Linked DNA regions of Mus musculus: regions 1 and 3 are each linked to region 2. Evidence: chromatin contacts called from public Hi-C data. All regions are on one chromosome and are shown on one strand. Each heading gives the region's core, a stretch centred on a gene start, on an enhancer-like site or on the middle of the called end of the contact. The rest is flanking DNA. Distances are from core to core; before and after follow the strand shown.

Region 1 (3,787 bases), core at 532-3,031, 190 kb after region 2:
AGCTCTGTAGAGCTGCAGGACTACAGACGTTCCAGCTGATTTCATCTCCTGATTTGAGAAAAATGTCTGAACTTTTAACCGAGTGGAGAGCTAGTGACTTTACATTACCATCTATATTAACATAGTATCACACTAGTGTTAAGCCTGCTTTGGCTCCTCCAAACGTCCCTATTTCCTGTCTCCATGAAACATGGGCTGTTCTGGTTAAGCTTCTGTATTGCCTTGCTTACATCGTAAGAGTCCTCAACAGGCTCGAAGCTACTGTACAGTATGATCGCTACTTCAGAAGGTCTGACTCTGAATAATCTTACCTCCACACTGTTCTGCAAGAATGATTGGTTCAAAGAACATACACGTGACTCACAAACAACCAGTTATTTTCTTTCCTAGCATCCTGTTTTTGGTTTCCTTCTGATTTGGTTTATAGATTATCAATAGCCATCATCTATACTATGTAACCATCTAAAACATAAATAGCAACCTTCCATTGAAACCCCAATACAGCAATACAACCAATACAGCAGAAAAGAGCTTTTCATTTAGTCCTGAGCCACACCCCCAAATTTCTAGTTTGTGGTTGATTCCTGAAATGTACAAGTTACTTGATATATATGCTAGTATGTAAACAAAAAATTTAAATTACTCTCTTCCTTGGTTTAATAAGGTTTAGTTTCGTATTATTTGCAGGCTAATGGAGTCTGGCTAGTAAACACATGAATAGAAAAACAGGAAAATGTGGCTAAAAATAATGAGTTACAGTCAATCATATGATGTGAGCATGTAACATTCTAAATGAGTGTTTTCCCTACCCTGTTCCAAGTTACTCATTGAGTTGGGAGAAATGGCATCCCGAGTTACGCTGTAGCATTCTACGCTCTGTGTCTGTACTCTGCATGGACCTGGCAAACATTTATTCCTCTGATTAAGAAGGAATGACAGTTGCCATATTTGAATAATAAAACTCAGCAGGTTTATGAGTTATCAGTGGCCTGTAAGTGGAGCTGGTTTAGTGAAGTCAACTACACAACAGGGCAATCAATCCCTTTGCCAAGCACACTTGTTCATTAGGAGCATACCACAGAGAGCCAAATACTCCACTGGAATGACAAAGTGGAGGAGAAACCTGCAGTGATTTCCACTCAACATTCTTGTGGGAGAGAAGGTCACGTGGAATTCTCAGAACCACATTTAACCTGAGGGATGTCATTATGGCAGGAAGCAGTCTGTATTATTCACCTTTATCATCTTTTTTGTTTGTTTTGTTTTGTTTTTACCAAATAGCGGGCAAATGCAACTGTGTTCATGGAGCAAGGATTCAGGCTGGCTAGTTCTTTCAGAGGGCTGTCATTGGTTCTGGTGGGAAGGTGGGACAAAGTAGCTCCATCCATAATGCTGGCACATGTGGCTATGGCCATTATATCCTGGTAGACTTAGGCAGACATAGCCTCAAAAGGTCCTAACTTACATAATCTACCACCAACTGGGTCCCCTCCTAAAGGTTTCACAGCCTTTAAAATAGCAGCAAACCTGGGGAAAGGATTTTAAAACTTGAGTCTATAGAAGACATTTGCCATTCAGACCACGGCTTGGCTAGTTGTAGCCAGGACCTAATGATGTTTGGCCAACAAGGAGAAACTCTGAAGGAGAACTTAAGCAAAACTTGTTAACTCTCAGGCAGTCTCCTGTGACTAATAATCACGGACAGATGTGTACAGATGAACAGCAGCATGGGAGGTTTCTCAAGCCATCTTTTTCTCACACTGTGTTTACAGCCTTATTTTTCAGAAGTGACTACTGAAGATGGCAGGAAACTTTACTGCTGAACAACGGGAAGTGGCTATTTTGATTCAGGGGGTGGGGGTGGGGAAATAGTTCAAAGTGTTTAACAAGCTTTTTTGAGAAACAAATGAACTTATTTTAACCAGCTTTTGTTAAATACAATGTAGCTGAAATATATTTTGTCTGGCTACAGTGTGTTGTAAGGGCTGCCTCTTACACTTCGGAGATGGAAACTGTAAATGCGAACTGAAAGATGGCATTGGGAAGATCCCAGTAGGAAAGAAACATGGTAACTTTAGGAAGATCAAGAGTAGGATAGAAACGTGGTAACTGTCACCTTCGGGCACATCCAGGAGATTGGGAGTGATTTAGGATTGGTGTCGAACGGATCTCTGGAGACTTAAAGTGAGGTTAGTTTAAAAATCACAAATATCCAAAGCACTGTAATTAATGAGAGCAAAGGACAGCTTCAGGGAGAACTAAGGAAGTCGACCAAGCAGGCTGTAGGTGTTGGGAAGACAGATCTAAGTCTTCTTCAGAGGCCCCACAGAGAGAACAAAGGAGCCACTTAGTTCTGTGACCTTGCTTAGGAGCTGACTTAGCAAGGTCAGTCTGGGGCTGGGGCCAGGACTTCAGAGGAATTAAGTTCCTGGGAACTTAGCCTTTTCTTGTGAAAAGGCTGAGGTTATCAGTCCCAAGGCTGCTGTGTGCTCGGTCAGTAATGCTCTTGAGAAGCCCTATGTCCCTTAGTGCAAGATTGCTTAACTGGCTTACTGTGAACTCTGTTCTATGTCTCCCCTGGAAGCAGTACATATGATGCTGTACTTCTTAAAAAGCTTGCTGGGCATAAGTCAGCTTTTGCAGGACCTCCTGATCTCAAACTTATCTACTTCCTTACCTTCTGACCTGATCTTCTCTCTCCAAAACATGTCCCTTCAAGAAGGCCTGCTTGTCCAAGTCACGGAGTGTAAAAAGCCTTTGATGGTAATGGTATCCATATGTTCATCGCCATGCCAGACTTGTCAGCCATGTTTCTCCTAGAAGGAGGCAACATTAGGTAAAATCACATTCATAGTGAATATGTAGGTAAACCAGCATTCATCTACCTGAATAAGACAAATTAAAAAATATTTTTTCTTTCATATTGTTGATTATTTCTTTGTATGTCTACATGTGTCATATGGACCATAAAGACCCATGAAAATAGATGCAGAGGGTGTCAAAAAAATTCACCAATCAAGACATGCACTTAAAAAATGTTATTTGTGTAAACAGCTGTACTCGGCATGATGACATTCCTGAAGAGTATAACGGAGGGAAGCTCTTGGTTTTGCTTTTCTTATCTACAGGAGTTGATTAATTTTCACATCTTCAGCAGTTGATATTATTTGCACACAACAGAGATGAGTTTGGATTTTACAGAGCTGCATCCTGCTTCCAGATACCCCAAGACTGCTTCTCATTAGCCAGTCTACGCTGGCTCACATGACACATTTGCATTTGATATACGTCCATGATGCTCCATAGGGCACTGCCGGAGCAAAGTCTCCTGTGCTTCTGAGACAAAGTCACATAAAGGTGGAAATCTTTGTAGTGTGCTCTCATTTTCAAATTAGCACACGAGGAAGTATATAATCGGGTAGAGTGTCTCTCCTGTTCAGATTCTTCCCCTTCGCCACAACCCACTGGATAACTTCGGTTGTCATTATCTGGTCCCAGTTGCTCAAAGCATCACTTTTCAGTGCTAGCATGCCAATAAAGAGCTCAAACTCCAAAGCCGTATCATGGGCATTCATATTCTGATTCTTTCCTTTCCAAATCTGGAAAAACATCTCTTGACAATTTTCTCTTCTCACAAATGCAGATTGAAATTGTGCACGTGCCTTTAAACTCAGCACCAGGGAGGCAGGGGCAGGGGAATTTCTGTGAGTTCCAGGCCAGCCTGGTCTACGGAGCACATTTCTGGACAGTCAGTGCTGCACAGATATACCCTGTCTCAAAGAAAACA
Region 2 (3,787 bases), core at 169-2,668:
TTTTTCATATGAATTTTACTTATTAGTAAATTTTTACTTCAGCATAATATGACTGTAAATTTTAAACTAGATTCCAATAATTTATTTGCTTATTTCTATGTAGACTATTTGAATATCATGTAAATGTTGTAGCTAGTAACTAGCTTCTGTATCTTTAAGCCAGGTATATATTTTTAAAGAGATTTTCTTACTTTTATTATATATTTGCCATATGTGTGCAGTTCCCACAGAGACCAGAAGAGGGCGACATACTCCTCAGAACTGGACTTACAGATGGTTGTGAGACACCATGTGGGTACTGGAAACTGAACCGTGTGACCTCTGGAAGAACAGCCAGTGCTCTTACCTAGTGGACTATCTCTCCAGCCTCTAGATATTTCTTTTCTAAATATTTATTTAGTGATGTTCATTTCCCTTTAAACTTCGCTGTTACTGATTCCCACACATTTGGATGAGTTGTGTTTTTATTTAGTGCAAAATGCTTATTTTAAATTTCTTTTCTCCTTGCTGTTATGTGTTACAGAATTTAATCTGCACACATGAGGGGTACTCAGGTCCCTTTCTGTCATTGATGGTTAGTCCAGCTTCACCTTAGTCTGAGAGAGACAGTGAGTGTGTTCCAAAGTCTTTTATTCTCGAAGATCTTCTTGTGGCTCAGAACACTTTGTCAAGTGTTCAATTTGAACTCCTGAGCTATGTGCAGTATGCTGTTCGATGAATTCGACTCTAGTTATCGACTGATCCAGTTGATTGATGGTGCAGCTGAACTCATTTTTAACTAATGTCTTTGTGTGTGTGTGTAAGCCTTTTAGTGTGTCCTATATTTTTTTCTTGAAAGCGGGATATCCTGCATTGTCCGTAGGTGTGGAGAAATGCAGTGGCAAGGAGTGGTCGGGAAGCCGGAGCTCTCAGGCTGGGAGAAACCGAGGTTCCTGCAGCATCGCTCTCCCTGCCGGCCCCTCGGCTAGGATAAGTCGGCCATCACTGGAAAGAGAGGCCCATTGGACTTGCAAACTTTATATGCCCCAGGACAGGGGAAGGCCAGGGCCAAAAAGTGGGAGTGGGTGGGTAGGGGAGTTGGGTGGGGGGAGTGTATTGGGGACTTTTTGGATAGCATTGGAAATGTAAATGAGGAAAATACCTAATAAAAAAATTAATTCTAAAAACAAAACAAAACAAAACAAAACAAAAACCTTTACAAGTCAGTTTCTCCAGAGCGGACCCGACTGAGAACAGAGCATCTAACAATGATTCCTTTCCCGGAGTTGGAAGCATGGGTGAGTTTTCTCAAATGTCCACTGTAAGGATTAGCTGAAACTCTGAGAAGTAAAGTTGACAGCCGTGTCAGGCCCCACTGTGGCTGGCATTTCCTGAGTTCAGACTCTTCCCGCCGAGCCTGCAGTGAGCCTTGCGTTGGTTACACTTCCGCCTTCCCTGCCAGCCTGCTCTGGGTTCCGGTGGTGGGGCAGTGGCTGGGGACTATGAAGCCACCTGGGTTTTCCAGTTTGTTCAACTTTCAACTTACTGTTAGAGAATAGAAAGTGTCTCGCATGCCCAGGCAGAAAACTGAAGTCTGTTTTCTAAATTTCAAACTTTAGTTTTTTTAGTTTTTCTTTTTAAAACTTTTTTTTTTTTATTAGCTATTTTCTTTATTTATATTTCAAACGTTATCCCATTTCCTGGTTTCTGCTCTGAAAAACCCCTATTCCCTCCCCCTGCTCACCAACTCACCCACTCCCACTTCCTGGCCCTGGCAGTCCCCTATACTGGGCATAGAGCCGTCACAGGACCAAGGGCCTCTCCTCCCATTGATGTCCATCTAGGCCATCCTCTGCTACATATGCAGCTGGAGCCATGAGTCCCACCATGTCTACTCTTTGGTTGGTGGTTTAGTCCCTGGAAACTCTGGGGATACTGGTTGGTTGATATTGTTGTTCCTCCTATGGGGTTACAAACCCCTTCAGCTCCTTGGGTCCTTTCTCTAGCTCCTTCATTGTGGACCCTGTGCTCAGTCCAATAGTAGGCTCCGAGGATCCACCTCTGTATTTGTCAGGCACTGTCAGAGATTCTCAGAAGACAGCTATATAGACCTTTTGTGAAAAACATTTGTTCTCCTGGGTCACAAGTCTCAAGGTCTGTCTGAGATGCAGAGGGAGTTCAGAGCCGTCCTGGTTAACCTGGTGAAGCCTTAATCAAAGAGTAAAAATAATAAATAAGTAAACAAATAATCAGAAAGTAGGAAATAAGTAGGGGATGGGTAGAACACTTATCTAGCACGATTGAGGCCAGGTATTCCATCCCCAGTGCAGGAAAAATAATAGAAGTAGGGGCTGGAGAGATGGCTCAGTGGTTAAGAGGACTGCCTGCTTTTGCAGAAGACCTGGTGCCCACAACCTCCTGTGCTCCAGGTTAGGGGATTCAACTCCATATTCTGGCTTCCATAGGTACCTGCCTTCACATGGCATTCACACACACACACACACACTCACACACTCACACACACTCACACACTCACACACATGCACTCAGACACACACACACGCACACACACACACTCACACAATCACACACACACACACACACACACACACACAGAGGAAAATAAGATTTAAGTTGAAGAAAAGAAAGGTTTACTTCTCACTGATCTTTTTGGATTTGGTTTTGTTGTGTATCGAAACAAAGTCACACTCCCCATGTATCCCAGAAAGGCCTTCAACTCACAGCCCTCCTGCCTCAGACTCCCTCAGCTGCAGCCATAGGTGGGGGCTGCTGTGCCTAGCTTGTTACGGTTCTGAAGGCTCCAGAGTCCAAGAGCAAGTCATCACCAAACTAGACTGTGGTGGGGGCTCACTCTGCTTTATAATAGTGCTTTGTCGATGCACCCTTACATGGTGGAATGGAGAAGCAATCTCTTCAATCAATAAGGGTACCAGTTCCACCCAGGAGAGCAAAGTTCTGGGGGCACTTAAACCACAGGCTTGCAAATACCACACAGCACCATTTATCATTGCTGTTCCTATCTCACACCGGTTCCCTCAGGCATCTGAACATACCTGATGCTCTAGGAAGGAAACCGGCATTGTCATCATGTCATGGCTGTTCATACCACCTGACACACCGCCAAAGACTTCATGCTTCAGTGGTCTGAGGTAGAAAACACACAGAGAAGCAGCCTGGGATTTGAACGTAGCAGCCCTGAGAGCAGCTGACTGCCAGCTGTGTCACATCGGGGAAGCATTTAAACTCATTTGCATGGTGGACTTATTAGTTACAAGTCTGTCACAGGGCTGTCATTTCAAAAAAGATGAAAAACATATTTATACTACAGCAACTCTAGCTTTTTTTTGTTGTTGTTGTTGTTATTTATCATTATTCCTAAGACAAGAGTCTGGTTCTTAAGGATTTTTCTACTACTAACAGAAAACAGACCCAAAGATAGAAGGGGGTGGGGGGCGGTTATTGGTTCCCCTGACTCAAAATTGAGGAGTGTCTGCTGCAGGAACGGTTTGATCAGGAGGACGAATTGTCCTCAGGTCCTGCTGTCTGTCTTTTCAGACATGTCTTTGCCTACATGTGGCTTCGTCTTACCTTCACATGACATCAGTAGCATGGTCAGACGCTGTAGACAACAGGCACCTCTACTAACAGGAACTCATTTCTTTCTGGACATTTCTGTGCAAACCACAGGATTCACCCTAATTGGACCTAGTTAGATGGCATGCTCATTTCTAAAACGAACTGGTTAGGATGACTGACTCAAATCTGAGTCACAGAAGCCTTCTCCAGA
Region 3 (3,674 bases), core at 60-2,559, 220 kb before region 2:
TGGCTCACAACCATCCGTAAGGAGATCTGACTCCCTCTTCTGGAGTGTCTGAGGACAGCTACAGTGTACTTGCATATAATAAATAAATAAACAAACAAATAAAGAATTCAAACAAAGGCTGGGCGTGGTGGCGCACGCCTTTAATCCCAGCACTGGGAAGGCAGAGGCAGGTGGATTTCTGAGTGGATTTCTGAGTTCGAGGCCAGCCTGGTCTACAGAGTGAGTTCCAGCACAGCCAGGGCTATACAGAGAAACCCTGTCTGTCTCAAAAAAACAAAAACAAACAAAAAAGAAAGAAAAGAATTCAAACAAACGTAATAAAAATAAGTAATAACAATAATAATAACCTAATAATCCTATTGAAATGGGCGATGTAGTTGGTTCACAAAGGAAAGCATGCAAAGACCAACAGGTGTATGTAATATACATCCCTAATCCTGAAGAACAGTGTTATCTATCTCATCCCAGATGAAACGGTTATTATCAGAGATAAGATATCTATCGAGCACTGGCGGGGGTTGGGGGAATACGGGAAAAGGGACCTCTCCTACACTGCTAGTGTGAACGCCAACCCGAGCACCCACTATGGAAGACAGAGAGCAGCTTGTGGGGAAAATAAAAACAGAACTGTCACATGAGTCAACAATCTCATTACTGGGAATGTCAGAAAAGGCAGGAGCGTCCGCACTGGGTAGAAACCCTAAGGCGAACCAGAGCTTGTGAGCAAGCTTTCCTCCATGTCCCCATGGGACTTGACTGGGATGCATTAGCCAAATAAACCGTTTCCTCCTCGAGTTGTTTCAAACTCCTCTTCAGGCCTCTCGGGAACCTAATCTATCCAGAGACGTTCCAGGAGAGACGCGTTTTGAACCCGTCAGGGAGGATGGGTCCAGGCAGAAAGTGTCTCCTGGCCGTCCTCCAGTCTCCATTCTCCAGTCTTTCCAACTGGTGAGCGCCAGGCGAGCGGAGGACAGCTGCGCATGCGCAATCGGGACTTCTGTCAGCCGCTCCGCCCCGCCTGGAAGGAGACAGGGTTTCTCTGTGTAGCCCTGGCTGTCCTGGAACTCACTTTGTAGACCAGGCTGGCCTCGAACTCAGAAATTTGCCTGCCTCTGCCTCCCGAGTGCTGGGATTAAAGGCATGCGCCACCACGACCGGCTGTCAGCCGGGTTCTTGGTCAGCCTGCACCTAGGAATCGCTTGCGGATGGCCGCCGCGCAGGCGCAGTCGGTTCTGTCTCGCACCTGCTCAACCCCGCCCCTCTCGCCGTTCCCAAGCAGAGGCTCGCGGACCGCTACGGCGCACGCGCAGTGCAGTGCTGGCGGTTCGGCTCCGGGACGTGCGGCGGGCTGCCGCTTGTCGAGTACGGTTGTGTTTCTCAAGAGCTGACGGGCCGCGGTGGCGGACCCGGGCTCGGGCGGCAGCACGGAGGCGCAGGCTGTGCCCGAGGGCTCGGGGCCGAGCACCGCCAGTCCCCGGACGGCCCCTCCGGTGACGGTGCTGGTGATGCGGCAGGACGAGGCCGAGGCGGACGGCGCTCTGAGGCCGGGCCTGGCGGGGAGTGAGGCGGCGGCAGACGCCGAGGACGAGGCGGGGGACGACGACGCCGACCTGCTGGACACATCGGACCCGGCGGGCGGCGGCGAGAGTGCGGCCAGCCCGGAGGAGCTGGAGGACGAGGACGCGGAGGGTGGCGGCGCAGCGCGCAGGCGAGGCTCCAAGACCTGCACGTACGAGGGCTGCCGCGAGACCACCAGCCAGGTGGCCAAGCAGCGCAAGCCCTGGATGTGCAAGAAGCACCGCAACAAGATGTACAAGGACAAGTACAAGAAGAAGAAGAGCGACCAGGCACTGGGCTCTGGCGGCCCGTCCGCGGCCAGCACAGGCAACGTCAAACTGGAGGTATGCTTGCTCCTCGGGGCCCCGGGGCCAGGGCAGATGGGTGCCAACCTACTTGGTACACACTCAGGGTCTCCCCAAGGGCTCATCCTCTGCTCCAGCTGACATGGGCACTTTGGAGGTGATCTACACCTCTCCTTAGTAAACCCTTCCCAGTGTCTACCCCGAGGCATCCGGCACATTGACACACCCTGTTGGTTTTCTGTAACTTTGGTGACTTTGTTTTTTTTTCTTAGACTCCCTGGCCCCTGAGAAAAGTTGGATTGACAGTGGGGTAGTAACTTACAGCACACATGGGCGTTGCTCGGTTGCTTGATTCAAGTCAAGCTTGGAAGAGAGACGCCAGTGCCCTGCAATTGGGCTTCTGCTGCTAGCTGTCTGTATTTAGGTCCATTATTCATCTCCCTTAAGTCTCGGCTCCCTCGTCTTTTGCCCTTAAGATAATGCCCAATTAGTGTTTCTTCGGATTTATTTTGGTTAGGTGAAAATTATAAGTGGTGTGCATTTCAGCTCAGACCCAGCAAAGTCCACCTAAGTATTAGAGCTGTTTAAAAAACAAAACAAAACCCGTAAAAAGTAGAAAGACTCCTTACCACAGAAGTTCCTTTTGAAGGGGAACTTCTAACATTTGTGGAAGTTTGGCCTAGATGACTCAAAATTATTGCTACTATAAACGTCTGATTTTTGTGGTATTAGCATTATCCTACCTACACAGTGCAAGGCCTGGAGTTGTGAAGACATAAGGTTCTCTACAGTCAAGTCAGCTATAGCATTCCATGTACTGTGTATGTAAAGGAAGCGGTCCTATAAATAGGGTAACTGGGGAGAGTTAGAAGAAGAAAAAAATCTTCGCTTTTGTGATACTAGAATCCTCTTTTAGAGTTTTTAATATTTTGAGACCTAAAACATGTATGTATGGAAACCTTCTTATAACAAAAGTTTGCTAAGCATCTCACGATAAAGGTGCGACGCGGATGTTTTAATAGACAACTCGGAAGCCAGTAGATAAAAGGCCAAAGCTTTCCCAGAGGCAGAGTGTTTCACTTAACTTCAGCAGCATTCTTTTATGTGAGGAGAAGTTCAGTGTTTAGATTCATTCATATATGGGATTAAGCATTACTAATTTGAAATGGGATTCAGTGTCTCGGGGACAGGTTGCTGTTGCAGAATTTGCCTGTTGGCTCTGTAGTGGTGGCCTCTTAGCTGTGATTTCTAGCCCCTTCCACCCAGTTTACTCTGAAAGCTGTTTGCTTCTGTAACCAGTATTTTACTGCCTCTCTCTTCTTGTGGGTGTGAATCAGGTATGAATCCAGTATCTCATTAGCAGTAGATTGCCTCTGAGTTAATTTATTTTGTCCAAAAGCAGGCAGACTGTTTGGACTAAAGATTGCTCCGTGTGAGATTTCGGTGTCACTTGTCATTCTCTTGCAACAGTGAAAACAGGCCACAGGTATTTAAACTTCCCCTCTGCCCAAATAGCTTCAGTTTGAGACCTTGCAAGAGACTGCAGATCCTAGATTGGGAAGCCTGCAGGGAGGAGGGTGCCTGCAGGGAGGAGGGCATTTACTTAGAAATGACTGCCAGTACCTGTGACTTATCTACAGGCCTTCCTAAAGTTCCACAGAACCTGAACCTAAAAAAGGAGAAAGATCAAAGAGAGAGATGTTCATTATCACTGAAATACCTGCTGTTGTGGATTACAACACCGTATTAAATGTTTATCTTTGATCCCAGGAAAGCACAGACAACATACTCTCCATTGTCAAACAGAGAACA

The links. A called contact is a pair of places that touch in the nucleus more often than the background predicts.
Region 1: a contact with region 2 is called in a Hi-C map of CD4 T cells, with 4 times the contacts expected there. The contact joins two enhancer-like sites. A contact is called at or near these places in 1 of 15 datasets of contacts at CTCF or cohesin (the NIH/3T3 cell line), 2 of 484 Hi-C or Micro-C datasets (CD4 T cells and uterus) and 2 of 9 other capture datasets (adipose tissue and pancreatic islet).
Region 3: a contact with region 2 is called in a Hi-C map of centrocytes, with 2.3 times the contacts expected there. The contact joins the promoter of Rfxap here to the enhancer-like site in region 2. A contact is called at or near these places in 1 of 39 promoter capture datasets (pre-B cells), 3 of 484 Hi-C or Micro-C datasets (CD4 T cells, centrocytes and double positive thymocytes) and 1 of 115 datasets of contacts at active chromatin or transcription factors (memory CD8 T cells).

Annotation. Positions count from the first base shown.
Region 1 is chr3:54,398,110-54,401,896 of GRCm38.p6, reverse strand. No RefSeq gene overlaps it. Among named protein-coding and RNA genes, the nearest start is that of Postn, 39 kb to the right of the region's middle. Within about 2 kb of position 1,781, at least 20 of the 459 cell types and tissues checked have an H3K27ac peak or open chromatin away from gene starts, as enhancers often do.
Region 2 is chr3:54,587,807-54,591,593 of GRCm38.p6, reverse strand. It overlaps Gm40050 (a long non-coding RNA gene), which reads left to right. Exons shown (of 3, transcript XR_867293.1): 3 at 863-1,043. Among named protein-coding and RNA genes, the nearest start is that of Gm40050, 12 kb to the left of the region's middle. Within about 2 kb of position 1,418, at least 85 of the 459 cell types and tissues checked have an H3K27ac peak or open chromatin away from gene starts, as enhancers often do. A contact at or near this core is called in centrocytes, double positive thymocytes, memory CD8 T cells and 1 more, where this site is marked.
Region 3 is chr3:54,805,426-54,809,099 of GRCm38.p6, reverse strand. Rfxap (regulatory factor X-associated protein) reads left to right here and starts at 1,309. Exons shown (of 3, transcript NM_133231.2): 1 at 1,309-1,901; 2 at 3,633-3,674. The coding sequence starts at 1,425.